Linked DNA regions of Mus musculus: region 1 is linked to region 2. Evidence: chromatin contacts called from public Hi-C data. All regions are on one chromosome and are shown on one strand. Each heading gives the region's core, a stretch centred on a gene start, on an enhancer-like site or on the middle of the called end of the contact. The rest is flanking DNA. Distances are from core to core; before and after follow the strand shown. Region 1 has its middle 23 kb from the start of Gm46767. Region 2 overlaps Pak7 (p21 (RAC1) activated kinase 7).

Region 1 (6,217 bases), core at 3,092-5,591, 710 kb before region 2:
TTAGAAGCTTTGTGTCCCGCTGAGTTTAACCATGACTGTCTGTAGCCATGGGTAGGCAATTATCCAGTGAACCCTGATGGATTCACCTGTGGATACACATCTGGAAATAATAGATTTATGTGTATGCCTATGTGCCCCTGTGGGAGTATGTGCAGCTGAGTGGGAGTGCCCGAGGTATCCGAGTTGCAGGCAGTTATCAGCTGCCTGGTGTGGGTGCTTGGGTCCTCTGCAAAAGAAGTACCTGATCTTAACTGCTAAGCTGTCCTTCCAGCCTATAACTTCTGTTCTGTCTGCCTGCTCTTCTGTGATATTCCTCAAGTCTTAAAAGGAATAGTATAAATATACTCTTTAGGGCCGAGCATATAACCATCCTTTTTCCCCAGCCTATTGATTAGCCAAGAGTCTCTGCAGTCACTGTCATTCATTGTAAAGAGAAGCTTTGGCGATTAAGGCCGAGCAGCATTTGTCTATGGGTATAATCATAGATGTTTAACTACTGGAGAGATGGCTCAGTGGTTTTAGAGCACTGCCTGTTCTCCCAAAGGACCTAGGTTGACTTCATAGCACCCTCATAGTGCCTCACAACTGTAACTATAGCCCTAGGGGAATCTGCTCGCTTTTTATGGCCTCAGATGGCTCTGCACACATGTGGCATACACATACACATAAAATAAGTAAGTTAACAAAATAATCTGTTTATAAATCGGTTTGTAAGCATGGCAGTCTAGGTAAATAACAGTAATAAGATCACCCATCAAATGATCTCTCCACCCATGAGTTTTTGATTGGGATTAAGATAGCATGCACAGCATCATACATCCTGTGGAGGAGACTTCAAAGCCAGACTTTCTGTCATTATAGTCATGCAACTATTGTATCAGTGGGCACATCTTCCTGGTAGTTTGGTATAGTTTCTAGGGTTCACAGTTGGATAAGACTACTTGCTGCCGCCAGAAAGGATTCTCTTAGAACCACTGCTTTGGGGTTCCCCACCTGACCTGGCCAGTATTTAACTCCTGTCCTTATCAGAAGCAGGGTAGAACCCCAGTGGATCTGGAGGGAGCCCTTTCTCCGCTGGCAGGCTGCATGGTACTTTCTGGCATTATGAAAACTAGACAGCAGGAAGGGAGCTTCCATATGCATTTGTTGCCAAGTATAATATTTTTAAAAATCTGTAATTTAGAGGTTATTTTTTTAAAAAGAAAATTTCTATTCCTCACCACATAGTAGAATCATCTGGTATCTTTAAGAATTCATATATAGGAGCCCTCTGAACACTCAGCTCTCTAAAGAGAAAACACAGTAATCATTTTTTAACCAATATGTGATTAACACAGAAAGTGATTAGCCTGGAATTTTATTTAATTACCATATCTTTTCTATGCACCATGCTCTGTTTACCTATGCTTGAAGCTCATAGTCTTGAAAGTTCAAGTAAATTAACACATGAGTTCTTGTTTAGAAAAGCCTTATTCTATTCCCTCTCCCATCTTGCTATGTAGCCAAACTGGCCTTAACCTTGCTTGTTATAACAGATATAACACAGGTTTTTTTGTTGTTGTTGTTTTGTTTTTGTTTTGTTTTGTTTTTGTTTTTTGTTTGTTTGTTTGTTTGTTTTGAGACAGGGTTTCTCTGTATAGCCCTGGCTGTCCTGGAACTCACTTTGCAGACCAGGCTGGCCTCGAACTCAGAGATCCACCTGCCTCTGCTTCCCCAGTGCTGGGATTAAAGGCGTGCGCCACCACGCCCGGCTTATTGTTTTGTTTTTAATTGCTGTACACAGGGGACTTTAAATGATAAGCAGTTAGGTTCCGTTTGGACAATTGTTCTAAAAGTTTCAGTCATTTAAGAGAAGCACATCAAAGGTAAAACTCATGCACAGTTGGCTGTGGAGTCAGGAAGTGTTGATGCCCCTGATGCTGGACTTACAGGCTATAAGCTGCCCAACATGGATGCTGAACATCCTATTGTGCAAGAACAGTATGTCTTCTTATGTATCTGTTGCGCCTTCTCTCCTGCTGTGAGAACTGGCTTCTTATCACAGGTTTCTGACACACCAGTGTTGGTATACCAGAAATTTGCCAATTTGCCATAAAGAGCTGAGGAAGTATATCACTGGAACGAAAGCCTTGGGTTGGATCCCAGCACTGAACAGAAACGTGCCATGATGGATCTCTTTTCCTCCAGATCCACTGGGGTTCTACCCTGCTTCTGATAAGGACAGGAGTTGAATAATGGCCAGGTCAGGTGGGGAACCCCAAAGCAGTGGTTCTAAGAGAATCCTTTCTGGTGGCAGCAATACTAGGAAAGAGAGCTTTGTTGTCTGTTTCTTCATTATCTCCTAAATAAAGCTCCTGTGCCCAGTGTCGAGTGATACAGTGAGGAGACACCTGGATACTTTGGAGGCAACTGAATTGACTATACCTCACCCCAGTTGCTGCTGTAAGTCTTTTAAAAGCCCCTGCACTAACAAGTGATGGAATCCTGTTTCCTAATACCCCACTTGTATTCTGAGTCTCTTCTATCCCCTTCTTCTCCCTATCCCCCCAACTAAGCTCCTTTCTATTAGCATGTGATAAACTTTCTTCTAAGATTCCCTCTTTGTAGTCCATGGATCTTATTCTTCAAATTCAAGGGACAAGAATCCAGAAGCTACTGGTTCGCGTGGCTTCAGTGGCTGTCAAATCTCCTAGGATCCCAGCTCCCTTTTCATCTCAAGGACACCCCAGGTTTCCTATATGATTTGCTCTCTTGTATGTTCTCCGTTGTCTACATCGTGTGACCTGTAAAGGGAAGTGATCTCTAGGCAGCTGGGAATTGATTACTAGGTTGGTACTCTGAATGTTAGTTCTTATCTCTAGGTCAGTCTAGAACAAAACGTCTGTGTTTAACTTTTGTGACTCTTACTAGTGGATGGAGGTTGGGGAGGCTTCATAGGGTAGACTGAAGCCTTGGCTTTCAGTTTTCAGAGTCTCATCATCACCAGAGAGAGTTCAGAGATGAAGCAAAGCAAGGAACAGGCAGGGAATTTGTTAAAGGGCAAAGTGCACACTCACAGATGAGTATGGACTGGCTCCTCAGGAGAGACAGAGCTGAGAATCCCGCTATCTTATTTTATGAGCCAACTCTAATGGAGGGAAGGGTTGTTCCGGAGTTATGGTGGGGTCAGGATGGATTAGAAGGTTTGGAGATTTCAAGACTAGGATTTGCCCCATGTTTCTGTCTTTAGATGGGATTTCTGCAAGTGGCCTGGCATCAGATGAGTGAGGGGAACAGGCCATTTGCCAAGTCTAATGATATAAGCAGAGATACCATAGTAAAGGAGCAAAGGTCAGTTAGGGGTCACTTGTCTTTGCCATTTTGGTCCCAGCTGGTGTTGAGTGTTCCTATGGCTTTATTGTTTAAATTGTGGCATGATGACCTGTGGCAACACGACCCAGCCATTACCCTAGGATCTAAACCACCCGTTTTCCTATTTTTCCCCCCTGTGCTTGTCTGGCATACCTCATTATACCATCAGAATGCTGCTTAAATTTAACCCAGATTCTTCCAGCAGCTGAACAAATTCATCTCTACCCTTGAAGAAGAATTGTTGATTACAGCCCCATGGTCCCAGGTGTGCTTTGGAAGTGAAAATTCTGGATTGTCATTTGGTAATGAAGCCCGTGCATCGCATATCACATTCCAAGTCCAGGGGAGACCTAAAACCGCAATTGATAGCAAATGCATTTAAATCAAAACAGTGAGACACGCACACACAAAAATTCTCAGTAAGTGAGATAAATAGCCATTGTATGCAGTCTGATAGCCTTGGCATTGCAGTTAAGAGAAACATTGTTTTCAGCGCTGTCTCTATTTGGGCAGCTTGAGTGGGAGACTGCGAATTCCAACAGGGAAGTGAGAGTTCCTGTTAACAAAAGAGAAGGAGCATGGATTGCAAAGCTAAACAGAAACAAATGAACAACAGCAGCAGGAACATGCTGGAAAGGCTCCTTTAATGGGTTTCTTCCCACAAGCAAGCTGGATTTCCATGCAGATTGCCTACCACCTGGGGGTCAGTCTCAGAGCCCCAACCTGGAGACTTTGCAATAAGAAAAACTGATTTAGGTGGTGGAGGTCTGGGGAGAGGTGGAACTTGGGAGCTAATAAAGAGCTTTGGGAGCACACAGAAATGGCATCTTGTGTGTGAGCTAATTATTTTCATGGCTGATTCTTCCCCACCTCCCACCCCCCAAGTAGCTCACAGCTGGCTCCTTTTTATTTTTCCCATTATAGTAGTGCATCTGCATGGATGAATGAACCATGGGTGGTTCAGGAGGCTTTGGACAACCCTCAGATAGACCTATTGTTCTCCTAGCCTCTTAGCAACCCCCTGACATGGCCTGAGCTCTTTTCATTATGCATCCCGAAACATGGGTCCTTCTGTGTCCTGACTGCTTTTCTTTCAAAGGAAAGGAAGGAATCTCTTGAGTCTGCTGATTATTTAGCTGGCCTTTTGCTCAAGGATCACAAGAGCTTCAGCTTCGTGAAAAGAAGGTGGGAGCCAGGAGGCAGTAACCCTTTTTATAAGAAACACATGCAGCTTTTTTCTCCACCTATTCCTGAGAATTTTTCTTTTGGCATTAGCCTTTAAATATTGAATAGAAGCTGTGATATGATAGATCAAAGCCAGGTTAAATATTCAAAAGCAAGTCACTTCTTCTTCAGATATTTTAGCTGAATAGAAACATAAACCCCTTCGGAAATCTAGTCACTCTTAAAAATTGCATGGCCTGCAATTTTTAAGTGGGGGGCAGGTGAGCTAGTTTATTGGGGGAAAGCAAATGCTTGTCATCCAAGCCTGATGGCCAGACATGGATTGTCAGAACCCCGGGATGGAAGGAAAAAATAACTCCCACAGATTGGTTGTCTTCAGTTCTCCATATGTATGTCTTGTCATGTGTCCATTAACATATGTGTGCATGCACACACACACACACACACACACACACACTACACACAGATACTTGCACACAATACATAGAATAGGGTAAAATAAATTTTAAATAAAAAAATAATGAAATGGCAAACATTCTTTACCATGTAAACTTATCTACATTATGATAATTAGGTAAATTTTATCTATATATATCATGCAGACACAGACGTACATGTACCACAAAAGAACTGATAAATGACTGACATTGTAAGAAATACATATTCGGTCACTGCCTGATGTTCAAGAATTGGCTTCTAACGCTTTTGTCATTTCCTAGTAAAAGGAAAGGGCTGGGGGGTAGGAGGAGGCTGAAAAGAGAATCTTTTGTTATAGGATTTGGTTTTATTCCCAGGTTCCTAATACAAGAGTTTCTAAGTCTTTTGAAATCTTTGGAATAAGGAAGCATTTCTATTTGCCTGCTCAAGGGATGACTGATGTCTGGGAGCCCCTGCATGGTTGGGGTTCAGTGGGGAGGGGGGCGGTGCCTAAGGAACCAACCTTGTGATTAGGCACAACTTTCAGCTCCACTTTGAGACCTCCAAGGAGTTCCTGATGATTTAACTAATCTTTCCAACATAACAGAAACTTCATAAAAATCCTAAATGATGCGGTTCAAAGTTTCTGAGTTGGGAAATGCATGGATGCCCTGGGAGTTGGCATGCCCAGAAGGGAATGGAAACTCCATACTCAACCTGCACCTTGCTCTTCACCCACCTGCTTCTATGGATCATGAGCAATATCATTCACAATAAATTAAGAAGCCTATGTTTCCTGGGCCATGAACACCATTTTAACAACAGAGATTCTGAAGAAGGGATTGTGGGAACCTCTCAACTATAGCCAGTTGGTTCAGAAGTGCAGGTATCAAGCTGGACTTAAGTGAGAGGTAGTCTTGGGGACCTTATATCTGATCCTGTGGGGTCTGTGTTGACTCTGTATAGAGTCACAGTTGCACAGTTGGATATTCAGTGGATGTGTATAAAGAAATGAAGGCTTGCTGATATGTGAAATCTGAAAATTTACTGTCAGAATTGTAGTGAGAATTTAGAAGGCCAAGCCCAGTGGTGACCTGTACCAGCAGTTCTAGTACAGGAGGCTAAGGCAGGAGGAAGAGGAGTCCTAGGAGCTGGACTATGTAGCCACTTGGCAGAGAAGGTAAAGAAAGAAACGTTTCCTGTTTTTATTTTTTTCTATTTTCACGACTTATCACAAATGTTACATATTCTGTAAGCCTAGATG
Region 2 (6,030 bases), core at 706-3,205:
TTAGCAGTGCAAGCTAAAGCTGTGTAAACATGCTCTATTTGCACAGTGGGAATCGCCTAGCGATTCTCACACTGCTACTAATGCTTAAGTCTATCTCTTTTCTCCATCTGAGATGTGGTTGTCCCACTGTGAGAGGGTGACAGACTGGAATCCATGCCTAGGAAGTAGTGGGCTAACAAAGACAGACAGCTTGTTGCCCCTTGAGACACAAAGGAAGCTCCGTTCCTGCTACTATCCCTGAGCATCAAGGACAAAGACACTTTTCAGTCTTGTCTTAGCTCTGTACAGACAGAAAAACAATGATGCCTGAATCCGTTTCACAGGTCTTCATGTTGCTCTCAAAGAAGCTTATCTATGCGGATCTTTGCACAAATGGAGCACAGACAGGTTCCCAGACTTATCTGTGCTCAGATGTCTCTCAAGCCAGACCTTACCAATGTCTAACTCTCCAGGGCCTAGGAGGCCATTTGATCTTGATCAAGAGAGGTAGTTCTGACTGAACATGAAGAAGTGCACCATGCTTGACTTATAATGATCCCAGAATCCTTTCTGCCTTCAACAGCCTTTCTGGAGAGGCTTGAATTCAAATTTCCATTTTTGTATTTCAGGTCACGTTGTTTCGACACACGGCTGCTGTGTCCTGAGATCAGCGCTACGTGCTAGGGACACAGCAGTGAATGAGTCAGATGTGAGCTCTTCCTTACTGAACCATTCATCCCAGAGGGGAAGGGCTCAAGGGAGTGATCACAATTACACATACAGAGTACGGAGAGGAGAAAGGGAAGTAGCAAGGATGGAAATAGCCTGCTCCATCCTCATCCTCTCTACCCACCTCCTGCCACGTTATTCAAACTCTGAAGGCATCACTTTTATCTTGGGACACTGTCTAATGGGTGCTTCAGAGGGAAGGTGACCACAAGGATAAATAATCCAGAACTTAGGCAGTTTCATGAATGGCTGAGAACAGTGGTGATCTGTCAAAGACTCAGGAGTAGAAAGTTATGTAGGACAGCTGTCTTCTAATGCTGAAAGACTTCCCCTTGGGAGCAAACTTCAGCACCATCTAGAAATCCCCTGTGAGTTCAAACAACAAGAGCCAAGTAGAGAAATCACAGAGATTCGGCGTCATGCTCACCAGAGCAGAGTTGGATACAGTGTGTGCTTTCTAGTATCTACCCAAGAATGCAGAGAGCACCAGCCATCAGGAACAACCAAGTACTGGCCCAGCTGCTCACATCAGAATCAACACAGCAAACAGGGAGGGAGAAGAAGTCAAGAAGAGAGAGGAGTCGACAAAGTTTTCAAGATTTGGTGTCAGAGAGGATGAGCCACTCGTAAGGAAGCTGGCTAGAACAAGGCCGGGGCTTAGCAACTATCAGCTGTCTCCTCCAACTGAAAACAAAAGAGAGTGATCGGATCCCTTTTCGGTTTTTCTTTCCCAAATCCTAGATGGTACTTAACATTCCTAGGCTTGAACATCACCATGCTTTTGTGCGGTTTGTTTGTCTGTTTGTTTGTTTTTACTCTAAAGCTCTTTGCTTCTATTTGCTCTAGTCCATTAAATACTAGAGCAACACCCAGGAACAGACTATGAGAGGACACACCTTCCATCTTCTGAATCTCCTCTTGGAACCCCCGCCCTGAAACACTGCTATGTTCACTCTCTAAGTTTCCCTTTAACCAGCTGGTTATTCTACTTACGGACCTTGCTGTCAGGCAACAGGCACTCCATAAATAATGTCTGAACTAAAGTCCGGAGCCAGGGTACCTTGCTATACGTTCACCTCAGCAATAACACTGGGTAGAGGTTCTTAGCAGAGAAAGGCACAAGCCACATAAAGTAGAGTCATGCATTTCAATTTGATTAACAATTTTAGCACAATAACATTAGAGAGGTGTCCTCTGACCTATCGAGTTCCTAAATGTTGTGAATTCCTTAAACTATGCCGCCCTCTTCTGGTGTAAGTGTCCCATTACAAGCCTACTCATCTGTTTGTAAATTCAGTTTAGATAATCTCTTCTTGTATATTCAATCTTTTCTCCTATTGCATTTCTACAACTTAAGGATATAGATTTAACATTTAAACATCCCTTTAATGCTTGATAATACAACTTTTATTTATTTATTTATTTTTCCTTTTTTTGTTTTCCATAGTTTAGTATTAATAATAATCATGGTCATGCTGACATTTTGAATGCTTGGATTCCTGTATTGTCTCTAAAACTGAATAATTTTCTTGGCTTTCAGTTAAGGGCAAGTGTTCCTGTTTCTGATGCACATTGAAAAGCTCGCAGGGAATAATAAAGTTATAAGCAGGAATAATCGCTTAACACAGTTTTCCCGGGTCTCATCCTCAGCTCTGTGTCTATGAAAATCTCTGTGCTCAAAGGCATCAAAGGAAACTGAGATGCCATCTAGTGCTTGGGAAAGAAAAGGTGCTCAACTCTGTTCGTTGCAGGCTAGATTTCTCAAACCTATGCAAAGGTGCCACCTAGTGGCCGAGAACAGCATCACAGCTTTGCACCTAGCTGCTTTGGGAAGCGGGGTGACATTGTTAGCACCTGTATGCTGTCATTTGGGGTATGGATACATTGTGGCTTTAATTTGTCAATGCTTCCACTTACAAATTAAGAGGAATTTGCATTTTAATTAGCAAAACTGATCCCATACTGAGATAAACAAATGTTATCCTCTCAACTCTGAGTAATTAGACAGCTTTCCCTTCTGAGTTATAATTTAACCTTTTCCACACTCTGTTGTGCCTCTCAGCCCTTTTGTTCCTGAATCACACATAAATTAAATTTCCTGTAAGAAAGTCTGTTTTGGAAAAAATCACATGTAGATGCTGTGACAGATATTCTGACAGAACCCCCAGTTAACAGCCTCTATCTAGTGCCTGCCACCATGATAGTGAACATCTGGAATATACAGTCACTTATTGTGACCACAGACTCAACCAACCGCTAATTTCACAGGCAACTTCCCAGAAGATGTTCTTGCCAAATTCCTGGCCTCCACAATACGGAACAAAAACACCTGTGGCTTTGCAGTGGTGGTGACTAGAGCATCCGTTCTTAGTCTCCTGCTTACTCCTCCAGCAAGGGGGCAACTCCACAAAATGTGATACAGTGGCCTAATGCAGTCATCTTTCTTGGTAGAGAGAAAAAAATGCCTTAATATAGTTTGCTGGTGGTGGATTGGTTTATTTGCGTTTCGGTTTTTTGTTTGTTTTGTTTTGTTTTGTTTTGTTTCGTTTTTGTAGACCAATTTCTGGATCAGAGAAAATTTAGAAGGTACAGAGGATCCACAGATACTACCACCCCCAGCCCCAAACATGCACAGCCTCTCAATGCCAAAAGCCTCACCAGACTGATGCAGTCTTGTGACTGAGGGACTCTCACTGATGCAAGAACACCAGCCACCGTCCACAGGTGACACTGAGGGAATGCTCTTGGCATGCACATTGCACATGACTGCCAACAGAGACTTAAATCTACGGTTGGGTGGCATGGGGCAGTGTTACTGCCCTGAGCATCCCTGTGCTCCAGCTACCCATGCCTTCCTCCTGTTAATCCTGGAAATCATGAGTCTTTTTACTCTCTGCATAGCTTTACCTTTTACAAATTGTTATAGGTTTGCTCTCTCTCTATCACATATGATAATGATTCTCTACCTTCCTGATGCTGCAGCCCTTTAACACAGTCCCTCATGTTGGGGTGACCCCAACCATAAAGTTATTTCATTGCAACTTCAAAACTAATTTTGACACTGTTATGAATTGTAACATAAATATCTGATATGCAGAACGTCTGATATGCGACCCCCAAAGGGGTCACAACCCACAGGTTGAGAACTGTTGTTTATAATCTACTATATATTCACCTAAGTACATGGATTTTTTGCTGGAATTTTGATCTGAATTAAGCTACATCTGTAGATCAAGTTGAAGTAAGAACATTATGTCATCTGATCCATGATCATGGAATATTTATTTGTTTACTCAATTCCTTTTTATATTTTCGTTAACATTTTGTACTTTGGAGCACACAGATCTTGTCTGTGTTTGTTAGATTTATACCTGTAAATTGCAATGAAGATGCTAATCAGAATGGTATTTTTTTTTTAATTCTGAGCTTCACTTATCCATCAATGATACACAGGAACCAACTGATGTTTTATATAAGAAATAATGCGATTTCTTTATTCACTTTAGTCTGTTTAATATTTCCTTTCTATTAATTTTTGGTTGCCATACAGAGTACTAGGTCTGATCATGACATCTTCTTACATAGGCCCTTATGCTTTCTTCTGGTTCACCCTCTTCCCTTTCTGTCCTCCCCCCCCCCCCCCCGTTGTTTCTTCTGTTCTACCAGGCTCCTCTTCTTCCCTCATCAGTCCTCCCTGTTTTCCTATTGCATGTATACCATCCCTCCCTCATTTCCCACTTCCTTTGAGGTCTCTTCCTCTTCTCTCATTACCCCCGTTCTGGGCTTTTGATGTATAAATAAACTTATATAATCACACATAACATACATACCTATCCCCACGCTGCAAAAAGTTTATTATTATATAGTTTAGAATTGTAAACTCTGACTCTTTTTAACTACTTGTCATTGCAGAATTTGGTTAATACTTTCTAATTTTGTACATAACTGATCATGCCCTCTTATTTTAAAAAAAAAAAAGAACATCATTCATTCTTTCTTCCGATCTGTAGCCTTCCTCAGCCTTGTTCTATAAAGTCTTATCAACTGTAACTTCTAGTACAATCTTGAAAGGAATGGTGAGACAGATCACTGTTTCCTTCTATTTTGCCACATCAGAGAAGCTTCTGGAACCAAATGCAGAATCAGTGATCGATTCTTACAACCGCTCTTCATCTAGTCCGGGAAGTTCTCTTCAATTTCTTTACTGTTGATGTGATCATGAGACTTTCCTCTGTAGCCTGTTGTATGAACAGCAGTGTGATGTGGGATTGTTATTGCATAGCCAGGATAAATCTTACCGCTTTGTGGTGTATTGTTATGTTTTAGATTGCTAAATTTGTTTTCAAATGAGGATATTTAGAGCTGTGTTCATGAGACAGGTTTATCTATAGATTAATTTTCTTGTGATAGAGAGTGCTGTGTTAGCCTTAAATTTTGGTAGAAGTCACCACTGAACTCAATTGTGTGTGTGTGTGTGAATGTGTGTGTGTGTGTGTGTGTGTGTGTTCTTATACATGTGATCCAGAGGTAGATACAAGTATCTTTGAGTTTGTTGAAATCCACAGCATGTGCAATGACAGGAGCAGCCCCTAGTAGAGTGTGTAGGCTGCACCTGATAACACAGGTTCATCAGCCCCCAAACTCCACCAGTCTGGTAGGCACCTGACTGATAGTGCAGGAGGCAGCTCATGTGTGGGGACACAGGACATTTCTTTACCTTTTAGATTTGCTGTGAAGACAAAATTGCTATACAAAAATAAACTACACTAAAGAGTATTACCCCCACACACACACCAAAAAGATGACTGATCGCATTTGGCTAGTAAGCCATAATTTGTTCAGTCTCAGCTTAGATCAGGTGTTTGTTGAAGGAATAAATGAAAGAATAGAAATATATGTTCTAAAAGAAATATATGTTCTAGATGTATGCACCATGTGGAGATGAGCAATCGAAGATAGATGTCTTCCTCGATTACTTGTCCCCTTACTTTTTGACGCAGGGTCTCTCACTGAACAGAAGCCCACCACTGCTGTAGTTACAGCCGAATACCCTATGCTCTGGTTTCCCATGGGTTCAGAGATCTGATCTCAGCTCTCCCTGCTTGCAGGACAGGTGCTTTTCCAACAGATCTGTCTCCCACCTTTCAAAAATTTTAATGGCTGTGCTATCTGTATTGATGTTCCTTCTTTCATTTCTGACAGTGGTAGTGTGAGTCCTCTCTCTTTCTTGGTTATCCAAGCTAGATGTTTAGCAATTTCATTTATGTTTTCAAAGAATAAGACTTTGGTTTTCTTGGGGCTTTTTTTCTACTGATTTTCTGT

Evidence for each region. A called contact is a pair of places that touch in the nucleus more often than the background predicts.
Region 1: a contact with region 2 is called in a Hi-C map of stem cell-derived neural stem cells, with 4 times the contacts expected there. The contact joins two enhancer-like sites. A contact is called at or near these places in 4 of 484 Hi-C or Micro-C datasets (the 3T3-L1 cell line, cerebellar granule neurons, nephron progenitors and 1 more) and 1 of 115 datasets of contacts at active chromatin or transcription factors (embryonic basal ganglia).

Annotation. Positions count from the first base shown.
Region 1 is chr2:136,852,850-136,859,066 of GRCm38.p6, reverse strand. No RefSeq gene overlaps it. Among named protein-coding and RNA genes, the nearest start is that of Gm46767, 23 kb to the right of the region's middle. Within about 2 kb of position 4,341, at least 29 of the 459 cell types and tissues checked have an H3K27ac peak or open chromatin away from gene starts, as enhancers often do. A contact at or near this core is called in stem cell-derived neural stem cells, where this site is marked.
Region 2 is chr2:136,145,621-136,151,650 of GRCm38.p6, reverse strand. All of the region lies in intron 3 of Pak7 (p21 (RAC1) activated kinase 7), which reads left to right. The region is part of intron 3 of Gm14218 (a long non-coding RNA gene); the gene reads right to left. Among named protein-coding and RNA genes, the nearest start is that of Gm14218, 12 kb to the right of the region's middle. Within about 2 kb of position 1,955, at least 10 of the 459 cell types and tissues checked have an H3K27ac peak or open chromatin away from gene starts, as enhancers often do. A contact at or near this core is called in stem cell-derived neural stem cells, where this site is marked.